Regions from separate parts of the Sus scrofa genome. Here regions 2 and 3 are each linked to region 1. A link is a contact called in public Hi-C data. All regions are on one chromosome and are shown on one strand. The core of a region is the stretch at or near the end of the contact, and the rest is flanking DNA. Distances in the headings are between cores, read along the strand shown. Region 1 overlaps LOC110262141 (a long non-coding RNA gene). Region 2 has its middle 180 kb from the start of GATB. Region 3 has its middle 160 kb from the start of GATB.

Region 1 (4,117 bases), core at 916-3,415:
CGGGTATGTTAAGTATGGAGCCATGATGGGAACTCTCATCAGTGCAAATGTCTTTGGCATTTTTCTTATGTGTAATTTGGTCCTGAGTGCCTTCTTGGTGCAACAGATCTTTACAGAGGGAAGAAGTACAGACTGCAAGGATTGATCTAAATTACTAAACTGTAATGCTCTAGTCCTCCGGAACAAGACAAGCAGCAGCACTGCTTAAGTGTTTTAGCTTGGCCTGCAATTTGCTAATCAGAGCTGGAGGTGACATGCCATAAAACGATACAGGCTTTTAACTGATAGGTTTACAGAAGGTTCAGCTGCAAATCTGTGCTCTGTAGTTGGAAGTTTAAAGGCACAAATCTCAGGTCATTTAAATAAAAAGCTCAATATTCCTTCCACCTTATCCCTCTTCTAAAAACGGAAGGAAAACATCGCTGTCACAAATAATCTGATCTTGGAGTTCCCTTGTGGTTCAGTGGGTTAAGGATCCGGCGCTATCACTGCTATGGTTCTGGTTACAGCTGTGTGGGGTGGATCCCTGACTCAGGACCTTCCGTGTGCCGCAGGTATGGCCAAAAAAAGAGAAAGAAATAATCTTATCTGGGTCTATAACTCCCAGTGAGGAAACAATCAATAGTTATTGACAACTAAATCCTTCGCCACAGCACTCTTCACTTATAAGTGTATGTAAGAAAAAGTCTTTCTTAAAACCATGATAAACATATTTTGGGAATACCATTCTACATGTCTAAATGATAAAAGGAAAACAAACTTAATTAGCCTAGACCCAATTTCACCCTTCGATACACACTGCTAACTCCTGCGGAGATAATTGTACAAAAGCCAGGCTGTATTTGGATCTCGGAATACCATGTACTTTTCCAAGAGTAGACGGAGATCTCTGTCACGTGGGCAAGTGTCTTGTATTCAAATGGGGGGGTTGTGCATGTGTGTCGTATCTCTGTGTGGCTATCCACTACCTGGGAGGGAGGTTTGAGAACGGAATGACCAGATTAAGAGGGCTAAGACACTGAGTACGCACCTTCCTTCTGGTTAAATGATCTCTCATTGCGGCTTTCAGCAAACCTTGTACTCCAGGGGTTCGTGCGCGCGCGCGCTCATACACACGTGGGCATGGAGATCCTTTCCGATCCTCTGTGATTCGTCAGTGGTCTCTAGGTGGAAAGGAGATGGGATAAATAGGAAATGAAGCCATGAAACAGAAACGACAGCAACCAGGATACGATCCACCAGTTCTTCCCTCTGCCTGTGTAGCGTGTTTCTCCTCCCAGTCCCTGCTCTGTGGACGGCTGAGCCAAGAAGGTGGCAGAGGGCGACAAGAAGGGCTCCTGCTTTTTTTTTTTTTCATGGTCCTGTTTAATGCAAAGCTTTGGAACCTTGGAATGAAAAACACTGACATGGTGGGGAGGGGTGTATCTTTAAGTCTATATTAAGTCAAATTCGACAATATGCTTTAAAAAATTCTATTTCATGCCAAGCATCCATGAAAATTATGAGACAAATTACTCCAAAGAGATTACTCCTTAGAAAAGAGCTATTTTATAATTTCTACTCTTGCCCTTAATGTTTCACTGAGGTTGATATTCAGATGCTTATCAGAGCACATTACTCCAAGCCAGATATTTCCCAAGAATTTCAGTTATTATTTACGCTGTTACATCCATACACATGCATTTCTGGAGCTGAAGGAAGCAGAGGCATGCAAGTGGACAGACAGACAGACAGAGGAATACATGTACAGTGCAATCATTTGTGACAGGCTAATTTCTTTTTTCAAAAAAGTTTTTATTATAGTTGATTTACAATGTTCCGTCAATCTCTGCTGCACAGCAAAGTGACACACATTCTTTTTCTCATATTATCTTCCATCATGTTCCATCACAAGTGATTGGATATAGTTCCTCGTGCTCTACAGCAGGACCTGCCAGGCTAATTTCTAGTAGGTGCCCAGCCACTTGGTCTCACAGCTTAGTATTCCCCGTCAGACAGGGTGTCTGTGTTTCCCCCACACACTTGCAGTTTGCAGCAGAGTGCCAGACGGACATCTTGTCTTGTGACTTGATAACAGATTCCATTAATAGCACACCCAGTGGTACAAACATCCAGTCCCTCTCAGCTGGGGGGAATCTGGCAATGAGTGCCAGCCTGTGGAACTGCACAGGCTGGGGTCCGTGCCAGGTCGTGCAAAAGAGGGCGACTGGGAAGTCACACCCTCTGTGGGCACAGGGCATTGCAAAAGGGGAGCTTTGAGACCAAGACGATGATGGAGGATAATGGGTAAAGATGGGTTCCTGAGAGCTGCCATCCTCACTTGATGAAATCTGGGGTGAAACAAAAATCACCATTGTTTCACTAGGTTGGGGCCATGCCTGGGCTCTGTGCTCTATTTATCCCCAACACATTGCTGATTCTTAATGATTATCATTATCATTATTAATGATGGCAATAATTGACAACATGGTAAATAACTTGAAAAGAGCTAGTTTCCTGAAGGAAAAAAAAAAGTCACTGTAATAAGGGCTCTTTTACACAGAAATAAATAGCACATTTGTGTCTTGGTATTTTAAATTATGTCTTTGTTTGCTGAGGCTGGAGGGCATAGGGTGCAATTTTGAAATCCAATAAAAGAACAGACAAATTAGCATTACGAAAAGGGTACATGTTAATCAAAATCAGCCATTTGGACTTTGGGTCCTTAATTGCATCTGCATTTTCTGTTTGCGTCTTTCTTTCTAATATCACCTATTTCTGGATTTGCAGGGCTGACTTTATCCATAAGAGGAGGAAAATGTTGCTTGCTGGGTGCTGAGGTTTTAGGCTATGACACCTAAAATAATGCTTTCTGAAGGAAAGACCCTTTTTCTTTTCTTTTTTTAAAGGGCCTCACCTGTGACGTATGGGAGTTCCCAGGCTAGCGATCAAATAGGAGCTGCAGCTGCTGGCCTGTACCACAGCCACAGCAAGGCGGGATCTGGATCTTTAACCCACTGAGTGAGGCCAGATATCAATCCTGCATTCTTGTGGATACTAGTCAGGTTGTTAACCCACTGAGCCACCACAGGAACTGCCACAAATACCCTGTACCTCTATTAGAGGTAAAGCTTCAAATGCAAACATACCGGAAGCAAGGGCTAAGAAGGGCCTGCAAAGCTTCTGTGTCACTCAGCCTTGACTTTGAGCAGTTAGCAGTAGGAGAGGGTAGACAGCCCTTGGTAATCAGTGTCTGAAAAGCAGACGGTTAATACATTTCTTTAGAGGACTTGGCAAAGATCCTGCTCGACAGTCTGACTGGGGGAAAAAAAAGTGTCTTTCTACCTGTATTTTGAAGCATTTCCCTGCAAGGTAAATAATTGCAATTAAATTGGAATTAGGAAAAAAGAACATTTCCTGCGATGTGAAACAATAGCTCAAGCTTTTCCACCTTTACTCTTTCTGTGATTTTACAATGACATCTAATATGGGAATAAAAACTCAAAAATGATCTATGGTCCCTGATGTGCATGTCTTTTAGAAATGGTCTGGCATGAATGCATTTGTGCAACCGAACTCATATGTTTTAAAAGACGGCAGAGTAGGTTTTACCGAGAATACCCCTTGGAGTTCCAAATACACATTCTCTGGGGCATGAATTTATTCTCAGGAATGAGTAGACAAAGATAGGAATCCATTTGAACTAAGAAATGCTTTTTTGAAATACTAACTCTGTAGATAAAATACCAACTCGGTAGAATTAATAATAATAAAGGTGATAATATCTCATTGAGAAACAGCCTGAGCAACTGTTTTTTTTTTTTTTTTTTTTAATTTTTTCCATGGTTGCTCCCATGACATATGGAAGTTTCTGGGACCAGGGATTTAATCTGAGCTATAGATGCTGCAGTGATGCCAGATCCACTGCACAGGGCCAGGGATCGAGCCCATGCCTCTGCCGAGACCAGTGCCACTGAAGTTGGATTCTTAACCCACTGTGCCACAGAGGGAACTCCAGGCTGGGCAGCATTTCATCTGCCTTTCCCCACAGAGCACCAGCTAGTGGCCAGCTGCACTGCGCCCACGCATTGTCAATTTCCATTGCTCCCTGATGCCTCATTTCCTAGGGCTCCTTCAC
Region 2 (4,117 bases), core at 1,121-3,620, 170 kb after region 1:
CAGTCACACTGGATCAGGACCCACCCTAAGGACCTCGTTTAATTTAATCACCTCTTTAAAGACCCTTTCTCCCAAGACAAACACCGTATGATATCACTTATATGTGGAATCTGAAATATGACACAAATGAACCTAACGAAAGAGCAGAAACGGCTCACAGCACACAGAACAGACTTTGGGTGCCCAGGGGGAGGGGAGGTGGAGGGGATGGACGGGGAGTTTGGAACGAATAGAGTCAAACTAGTATATATAGGATGGATGAACACCGCGGCCCTACTATACAGCCCAGGGAGCTGTATTCCATATCCTGTGAGAAACCATAACCTATGAAAAACCTACATGCACATATATATATATATATATACCTGAATCATTTTGCGGTATACCTGAAACTAACACAGCATTGTCAATCAACTGTACTTCAAGGAAGAAATGTACAAAAGAATTGGTGTCTGCCTTCAAGGTCCTTATAGGCCCCTTGGACTGAAGAGAAAACTAATTATTGAAAACCGCATGAGCCACTTTTCTTAGCAGAGGCCTCCCGGGCCAGCAGTGGGGATGGGAAAGTTAGGAGGAGGCAGAAACCATGGCAACGAGATGTGGGTCTTGGGCGGGGCCCCTCCAGGCCCTCAGAACTGCAGTACTCCTAGCAGCATCTGGGCTCCGAGGCTCCTCCAGCGGGTGCTGGCTGAGCGGGGCTCAGTCCTCCTCTGGCACAGTCCTCAGCACTCTTCGTGCTTATCATCAACCCCCTGGCTCTCTGTTGGAGGAGGAACGGACGGCCTTCTCCCCCAGCACCAGGACCACTGGTGGGCCACTCCCAGCTCTGCACCCTCTGAGCCTCTAGAATACTGTCTTACTTAATAGGTCTGTTTTCTTACTTTCTCTTAGAAAGTAAGCTCCAGAATTCCCATCGTAGCTCAGTGGTTAACGAAATCACCTAGGAACCATGAGGTTGCTGGCTCGATCCCTGGCATTGCTCAGTGGGCGATGCTGTGAGCTGTGGTGTAGGTTGCAGACACGGCTCAGATCCTGAGTTGCTGTGGCTGTGGTATAGGCCGGCAGCTATAGCTCTGATTGGACCCCTAGCCTGGGAACTTCCATATGCCGTGGGTGCAGCCCTAGAAAAAGGCAAAAAGAAAAAAAAAATTAGTAATAATAATAATAATGATAATAAAATTAATAAAATTAAAGAAAATAAAAAGAAAGTAAGCTCCGTGAGGGCGGGGTGTTTTGTCAGCTTCGTTCAGGGCTCAGAGTCCACCTCTGAGCACTTACTAGGTACTCAGTAGGTATTTGTTCTGTGAAGGAATGAATGAATGAATGAACTTATGCAGTGTGAGCACTTGGTGCCCAGGAACAGACGGAGGGAGGGTCAGGGACATGAGTCTTCCTGCCCCTTCACAGGTTTTTGCTGATGGCAAGAACCAGACTGAAGGGCCCCCTGGGTGCCATCTCACCCTGGTTCCATCAGTCAGGAAGTTAGCAGACTTCCCCCCAGGGATGGTGGAAATACGTGTTCCATCCCAGCTGCGAGGGCAATCGTTGTAATAACTAACGCTTATGCTATCTAGACTGTTTATAATTATAATCAACTTCTCTCAAAACCCCTAGAAGGTGGGTTTTATTATTATTCCCAGAACAAAAGCACAAAGAGGTTAAAGAACCACTCCCCCAACTGCTAGGACATAACAGTTCTGAGAGATTGAATTCGGATCTGACTCCCAAGTCCTTGCTTTTTCTGGGAGCTGGCTCCTCTTTTTGTTTTTGTGGATATTTTAAGCTGTGTCAGGGACTGCTCACCAGATGGCTTTTTAATCTCTCTCCTGTTGCTTCATTATTAATCTCTAAATTGTTTAGTGGAGAGAAGAACTGGTACAGAAAAGAGGCATCTGCACGGGAGAGGCTTCTGGAAGAGCTGCTGACATTTCATATGGGCCTTGGAGGGAGGGCTAGGTCTGGGTAGAGAAGAGAGAGACACACAAGCACAGGACAGCTGATGGAATAACCCTGGGATCCATCAGTTTGGCCGCTGCCATTACGGGGCTCAAATGGACCCACCCCACGTTCCTAGCAACACAAAGCTCTGAAGCAGATTCAGGCAAATATTGAGTTGGTGGTTGATTCCTGCTTTTGCCTGCTCAGAAAAGGATAAGAACTCCTTGGGATTTTCCATTTTCTGGAAAGCCACGGGGCATGGGGCTTGGGATGCACTTTCTGGAAAATGGCTGATGCTTTGGGTGGAGTTTTGCACACAGCAGGTCTCATATCCTGGAAGTTTTTCCTGGGCAGGCTCACTCCTTAGGGGCGTCATGCTCAGCGGGACCTGCCACCTGCCACAGGCCCTTTGACTAGGCTGTGCGGAGGAGGCCCAGAGAAGTTGACATGGTGTAGTACCGGGTACCTCTCTGGTCCCTGGAGACAGGATGGAGTGGAAGGGGCCCCCGGGTGAGTCAAGTAGATGGAGGCTGGAAATCCGCAAAGCTCATTTATTCCGCCAAGTAGAAAGCATTCAGAACTTGCCCCACTCTTCCTATTTTCCATCTGTCTCATTATTCATCCCAGTAATATTTGGGCACTTTGAAAAGAGTGATATTTTAACATGAAGCTATTCCAAGGCAAAGGGAAAAGATCCTCCGTTGGCATAAACCAGCCATGCAAATTAGCCCAAGTAAAAATGAGACTTTTAAGGCAACTTAGAATAGCATTGTACTTTCCCAGGCTCCTGCCAGTCACTGCTGTCAGCTGGAGCATCTCTCCCGCCTGGTGACAGTGTTGAGAAGTGGGGGCTTAGGTTCTGGAGAGGTTGAACCCACTCAAAAAGAATGGAAATCAAAGAGCCAGCGCTCAGCGGTGTTGGAACCAAGCCCTCGAAGGCTATGCCAGGCACCGTGATGGGACTTCCCCGAAGGCCCTTCCCAGAGGGTCATCACAGACCAGCCCATCAAGCACCCTGGCATAGTCACTGTGTTTATTTTATTCCTGGGAGACTAAGTGTGTGTGTGTGTGTGTGTATGTGTGTATTAAAGGCCAGTGCTCGGCCAGCCAACATAAAAAACCCAAAAGCACAGGAAGTCTTTAGAGCAGGGTTAACAAATCACTCTTCTCCCGAATTCTCCTGCCACTGACAGCCATGGAGTCGTTTTTTTTCCCTTTCCATCCACATCTTTCATTCTCACCTTCTCTGCTCCCACTCTGTCTTCTCTCTGTCTCTCTGTCTTCTCTTCTGAATGTGCCTTCTGGTTGCTCTGGGCTGGCAGTCGTCCTGGCTTGAATGTGCAAGTCCAGAATGGAGGGCAGAGGCACGGCCACCCACATCGTCTCTGTGAGCATCAATTTCCTCAAGCCGCAAGTGCAAAGGCCTCCTGATGCCTTCTCAAAATCCTCCCCCGAGCCTGTTATGTTTGGGAATCATTCTGAAAGGAGAATCTCAGCCGGCTAGCCTGCTTCCAAGGCTCTATTTCAATCAGACATTGAGACAACTGGGATGACACCCCTCTCCGACTTGTCGCAAAGGAGTCAGACATGTCACTACCATCATTTCACATCTCTAGTTCCAAAGGTAAGGATGGCGTTGGTTAGATACCCGACTGCAGCTTGGCTTTGCTGGGGGGATTTGCAATGCTTCATGGAATTAACAGTGCTGAATTTTGAACTTCCCTTTGTGAATCTTTTTTTCTTTTCTTTTCTTTTTAAAACTTTAAAATGATTTTTGTTTTTTCCATTATCATTGGTTTACAGTGTTCTGTCAATTTCTATTGCATAGCGAAGTGACCCAGTCACACATATGTATATACACACATTCTTTTTCTCACTTTATCCTCCATCATGCTCCATCACAAGTGACTAGATATAGTTCCCAGTGCTGTACAGCAGGATCTCATTGCTTATCCATTCCAAAGGCAATAGTGTGCATCTATTAACCCCAGACTCCCAGTCCATCTCATTCCCTCCCCTCCCCCTTGGCAACCACAAGTCTGTTCTCCAAGTCCATGAGTTTCTTTTCTGTGAAAAGTTTTATTTGTTCTGTATATTAGATTCCAGATATATCATATGGTATTTGTCTTTCTCTTTCTGACTTACTTCACTTACTATGTGGGTCTCTAGTTCCACGCAT
Region 3 (4,117 bases), core at 1,120-3,619, 150 kb after region 1:
AAGGATGAATATAACAAAAGAGGAACAGGCTTGCAGATAATAGAGGACAAACCAGTGGTTTTATTTTATTGATTAAAAACATTCTAGGGGAGTTCCCGTTGTGATGCAGAGGAAACAAATCCAACTAGGAATGAGGTTGCAGGTTTGATCCCTGGCCTCACTCAGTGAGCTAAGGATCCAGGGTTGCCATGAGCTGTGGCATAGGTTGCAGACACGGCTCGGATCCTGTGTTGCTGTGGCTCTGGCATAGGCCGGCAGCTACAGCTCTGATTAGACCCCTAGCCTGGGAACCTCCATATGCTGTGGGCACGGCCCTCAAAAAAAGACCAAAGACAAAAAAAAAAAAAAAAAAAAAAAAGATTCTAGGGATGCAAGCCCATGAATAGTAGCGAGTAGGAAGGGGAGGAGTAGCGAGGCAGGAAGGGCAGGAGAACCAGTGCAAGGTGTATCTTGTCCCACACTAGCCACCACTTGGTACCAAGGGCAATTGGCCCCTGCATCTCACAGGTCTGACTGCTGAGAGGCCTTCAGAATGCTGTGTCGAGGGAGGAAGGGAGATGCATTTGACAGGTGTTGCGTGGAGGACCTTGGATGCAGGAAGCATGCCCAGGCGTGGGTGGCTCATCAATGAAGGCCTGAAGCTGTCTGATTATGCGGGAGGAGGGCATTTCAGGCAAAGCTGTTCGCAAAGGCTGTCAGATGGGGGCATCCCTGGCATGTTCAAGGGCAGAGGGAAACCAGGATAGCTGCAGTGGTGTGAGGGGAGAGGAAATGGAGGAAGAGGAGGCTGGAGAGCTCCTGTTGCTCCGCTCGCATGGGACTGTAGGTCTTGGAAAGACCTCCTCCCAGTATGATGGAAAACCAACCGGGTGGGGGAAGTTCGTACAGGATTGCGGCAGGTCCTGCCTAACATTTCAAGAAGACCTGACTCTGGGGCTGCTCTATGCAGCGTGGATGCAAGAGGCCAGGGCACAAGACATTGATGGTGGAGGTGTGACTTCCCGGGGGTGGACGCTTCCCTTCCATGCCTTCCAAACATTGCCTGGATTATTGGAGTTTCCGATTTCTCTAGGAAAATTCTTGGCAGGTTCTGAGATGATGAAAGGTGAGACATGTGGCTTCAATGCAGATAGATCATCCATGAAGAAGAATTTAAAAGCCCTTTGAGTGGTTTTGATTTTCGACTAAACCCTTAAGTTTAGGAATCTTTCTGGGTTTTTAGGGTGTCTCGGCAATTCTTTATTTGCGAGTAATGTTCTAATTTCATTAATTTTGCTGTTACCGTATTTTCTCAGAGATCTTCCTGTGCCTTGAAGCTTCCAGGTCCAATGTTAAGTTGTCCCCGAAGCATGTGGCGTCCTTGCCTTACTGCTCAGGTAGCTTTCATTTTGGCAAATAGCAGCTACCAGCTGTGATTGAAATATGCAGCCAAGGCTTTAGGGCTGACGGGGGAGACGGTCTTCCTGCGGGACAGATGGTACCTCCGGCCTTACTCAGACCCGCCACCTAAGCCCATGTGGCCTTGGATGTGTGCCTGAGGCCAAGGGTCACACCAACTTGTAAGTGGGCCCCAGGCCAGCCTAGCAGATGGGTGAGGGTGGGGAGCCAGCAGACCGCATGGGGCCTTAGGAGGGTCTGCACAGGGAGAGGGGCAGCATTCCACTAGCTCCCCAAGAAGGCCCTGGTACCTTGACACAAAAATCATGCTTCCCAATGGGAGGGGGATGTGTGCCCATCCCCAGGCAACTGTCTTTGGCCGTGGAGGCAGTGAGAGATCCTCTGAATGTCCACCTTTACCTGAAATGTGAAATGCCCAAAAGAGCGCCTTTGGGGCAGAAAACTGGGATTTTCCACAGACAGATCATTTTCTCTCTCCTGGCAAATCCTTTTTAAAATTTATTTATTTATTTATTTTTTTAAGATTTGTGATTTTACCCTGCTTTTGGAGAGGTTGTTTTTGTTGTTGTTGCTTTTCTTTCCCCTTTGGCTGTATCTATGGCATGTGGAAGTTCCTGGGGTCAGGGATCAAACCTGTACCACAGCAGTGACAATGCTGGATCCTTAACCCACTGTGCCACCAGAGAACTTCCCTGGCAATTCTTAGGGGAGAGTGAGTGCTCTGGGTCCCTGGGCTCCTGGGTGATCTGGACACTGGGGCCCTTGATGGTGATAGGGGCAGAATCAGGGGTTGGGGGGAGGCAGGCCCTGGCCCGCAGAGAAACTTTTAGGACTTTCCCTCTTCCTCTTTTATGGCCTGTCCCTGCCCCTCCCCTTCTCTCTTTCTTCTGCAGAGCCTTTGTGCCATAAATACCCTGTCTGCTGTACAGCTGACATTCTGGAGTCACCTCTATCTGTGGCAGTTGGCTGGCTCTGGGTCCTGCCAGCCAAGTGTCACGAATGCCTTGCAGGGGACAGGGCTGGGACAATAAAGAACGTCATGTGCTGGTCTGCAGATCTGCATTTATTTTTGTTCGACAGGCAACATGCTTACCTGGCCAGGATGGTTGGAAATACAAGGATTGCCGTGCATGCGTTCCAGGACTCAGAGAAATTTCTAGGGAAATCTGGAGGCAACCTGGCTGGGGGTGCAGTTCAAGGTTTTATAGATGGAGAGGGAAGGGAGGTGGCCCCTGGGCAGACAGGGGAGCTGGAGTAGGACACTGCTGATGGCAAAGGAGGCACACCCTGATTGGCAGGTGCATGTCCTCATTCTAGGGGACAGAAAAGGCAAGCTTTGCCACCCAGCTCCACCTAAGGCTGCGGATCTGAGTTTGAAAGATCTGATTCCCTTCACCCAGAGAAGGGGTCTTACAATAGCACACAGCATTCAGTAGGATAATCAAAGAACTTTCTAGTAGAGCAGTTGAGAAGTAGATGGGTCCCAGCATCACAGGTGGACCGAAGCTGGGCACGACCTTGATATGTGTACATGTGTATCAGAAGGTACTTAAGCCACGTTCAATACCATGCTCACAGCCCTGGTTCCTTACCTCTACCCAGAACTTATTTACCCATCCTTCCTGTTTGCTACACATTAACCTCAATCTGTCTCAATTGTCAGCACATTCTGATCTCAGAGCAAGAGATCATAAGTACTCTAATCACTTGTGTTTTGCAAATGAGACAGTAAGTCGCGTCTGTCAGGTCGCAGCTAGTGCAAGCAGACTGGGATTTGAACTCTACTCCAGAGTGTTTCCTCTCAGTGATGCCACTGTATTTTATACCCCGCAGGGATAGCTAATTCCCAATGCACGTGCCCTGTGCCTTCCTCCCTCTCCAGATGGGGGGCTGCCTACGGACAAGGATCATGTCTGGTGTACCTTTTGTTTCCTCCCAGCGAGTAACACAGTATCTAGTGGGCACTCGGTGAATGTATTTTTAACCACAACACTTGGCATCAATGGTTGGCCATGCCATTATCCCCCCCCATGGCACAAATTATGGAATAAACAGCTTTCATTTTTGTTTTGCACCTCAGCTGCCATTCAGACTGTTTGCCACCCTCCTCCTGGCACCCTGTGCCCTTGACTCTTTCTGGATGCTTAGAATTGCGGGAAGCAGCTCAGGATGAACAGCCGGCTGCCAACTAGGTGTGACCAGCCTCTGGGGTCTGTTTGTTCCGGCCAGAGATAACCACCCAAGGCACAAAGCAGCACTTTTGAAAGCGCCTCCTCCCTCAAGATTTCTCTCCTCTGCCCCGGGAAGTTGCCTAGCAACCTCTCTTCTTCCCTCTCTCCTTGCCTCATGTGGAGTACCACTCCTATTTTCATTACCCCATCACCGAGCCCCCAAACACTCTTCCATGCTGTTAACCCCTTGCATCTCTCTGCCTCATTATCCCATCATCAAGCTTCACACAGACTCCGCTTTCAAAACAAACTCAGCCTGACCCAGAAAGCATCCCTCATTTTCTCATCTTTTACCTCTTTTGGTAGACATCTTTACAACCTCCTTTCAATATAAACCTCCAGATCAAACTACCAAAGAAGGAGGAAAGAAAATCCAAACCCAAACCAAAAAACCCATGGACTGGAATTTCCTAAGAGGTTGATTCCAGCTTCAAATAAATTCTCTCTCCTTAAAAAAAAAAAAAAATCACATCCACTGGCAATAATGG

Evidence for each region. A called contact is a pair of places that touch in the nucleus more often than the background predicts.
Region 2: a Hi-C map of fetal heart ventricle shows a contact between it and region 1, with 2.7 times the contacts expected there. The contact joins two enhancer-like sites. A contact is called at or near these places in 2 of 47 Hi-C or Micro-C datasets (fetal heart ventricle and heart right ventricle).
Region 3: a contact with region 1 is called in a Hi-C map of heart right ventricle, with 3 times the contacts expected there. The contact joins two enhancer-like sites. A contact is called at or near these places in 2 of 47 Hi-C or Micro-C datasets (fetal heart ventricle and heart right ventricle).

What each region holds. Positions count from the first base shown.
Region 1 is chr8:77,208,174-77,212,290 of Sscrofa11.1, reverse strand. It overlaps LOC110262141 (a long non-coding RNA gene), which reads right to left. Exons shown (of 3, transcript XR_002346739.1): 3 at 821-1,163. Among named protein-coding and RNA genes, the nearest start is that of GATB, 12 kb to the left of the region's middle. Within about 2 kb of position 2,165, at least 7 of the 83 cell types and tissues checked have an H3K27ac peak or open chromatin away from gene starts, as enhancers often do.
Region 2 is chr8:77,036,129-77,040,245 of Sscrofa11.1, reverse strand. No RefSeq gene overlaps it. Among named protein-coding and RNA genes, the nearest start is that of GATB, 180 kb to the left of the region's middle. Within about 2 kb of position 2,370, at least 9 of the 83 cell types and tissues checked have an H3K27ac peak or open chromatin away from gene starts, as enhancers often do.
Region 3 is chr8:77,057,788-77,061,904 of Sscrofa11.1, reverse strand. No RefSeq gene overlaps it. Among named protein-coding and RNA genes, the nearest start is that of GATB, 160 kb to the left of the region's middle. Within about 2 kb of position 2,369, at least 4 of the 83 cell types and tissues checked have an H3K27ac peak or open chromatin away from gene starts, as enhancers often do.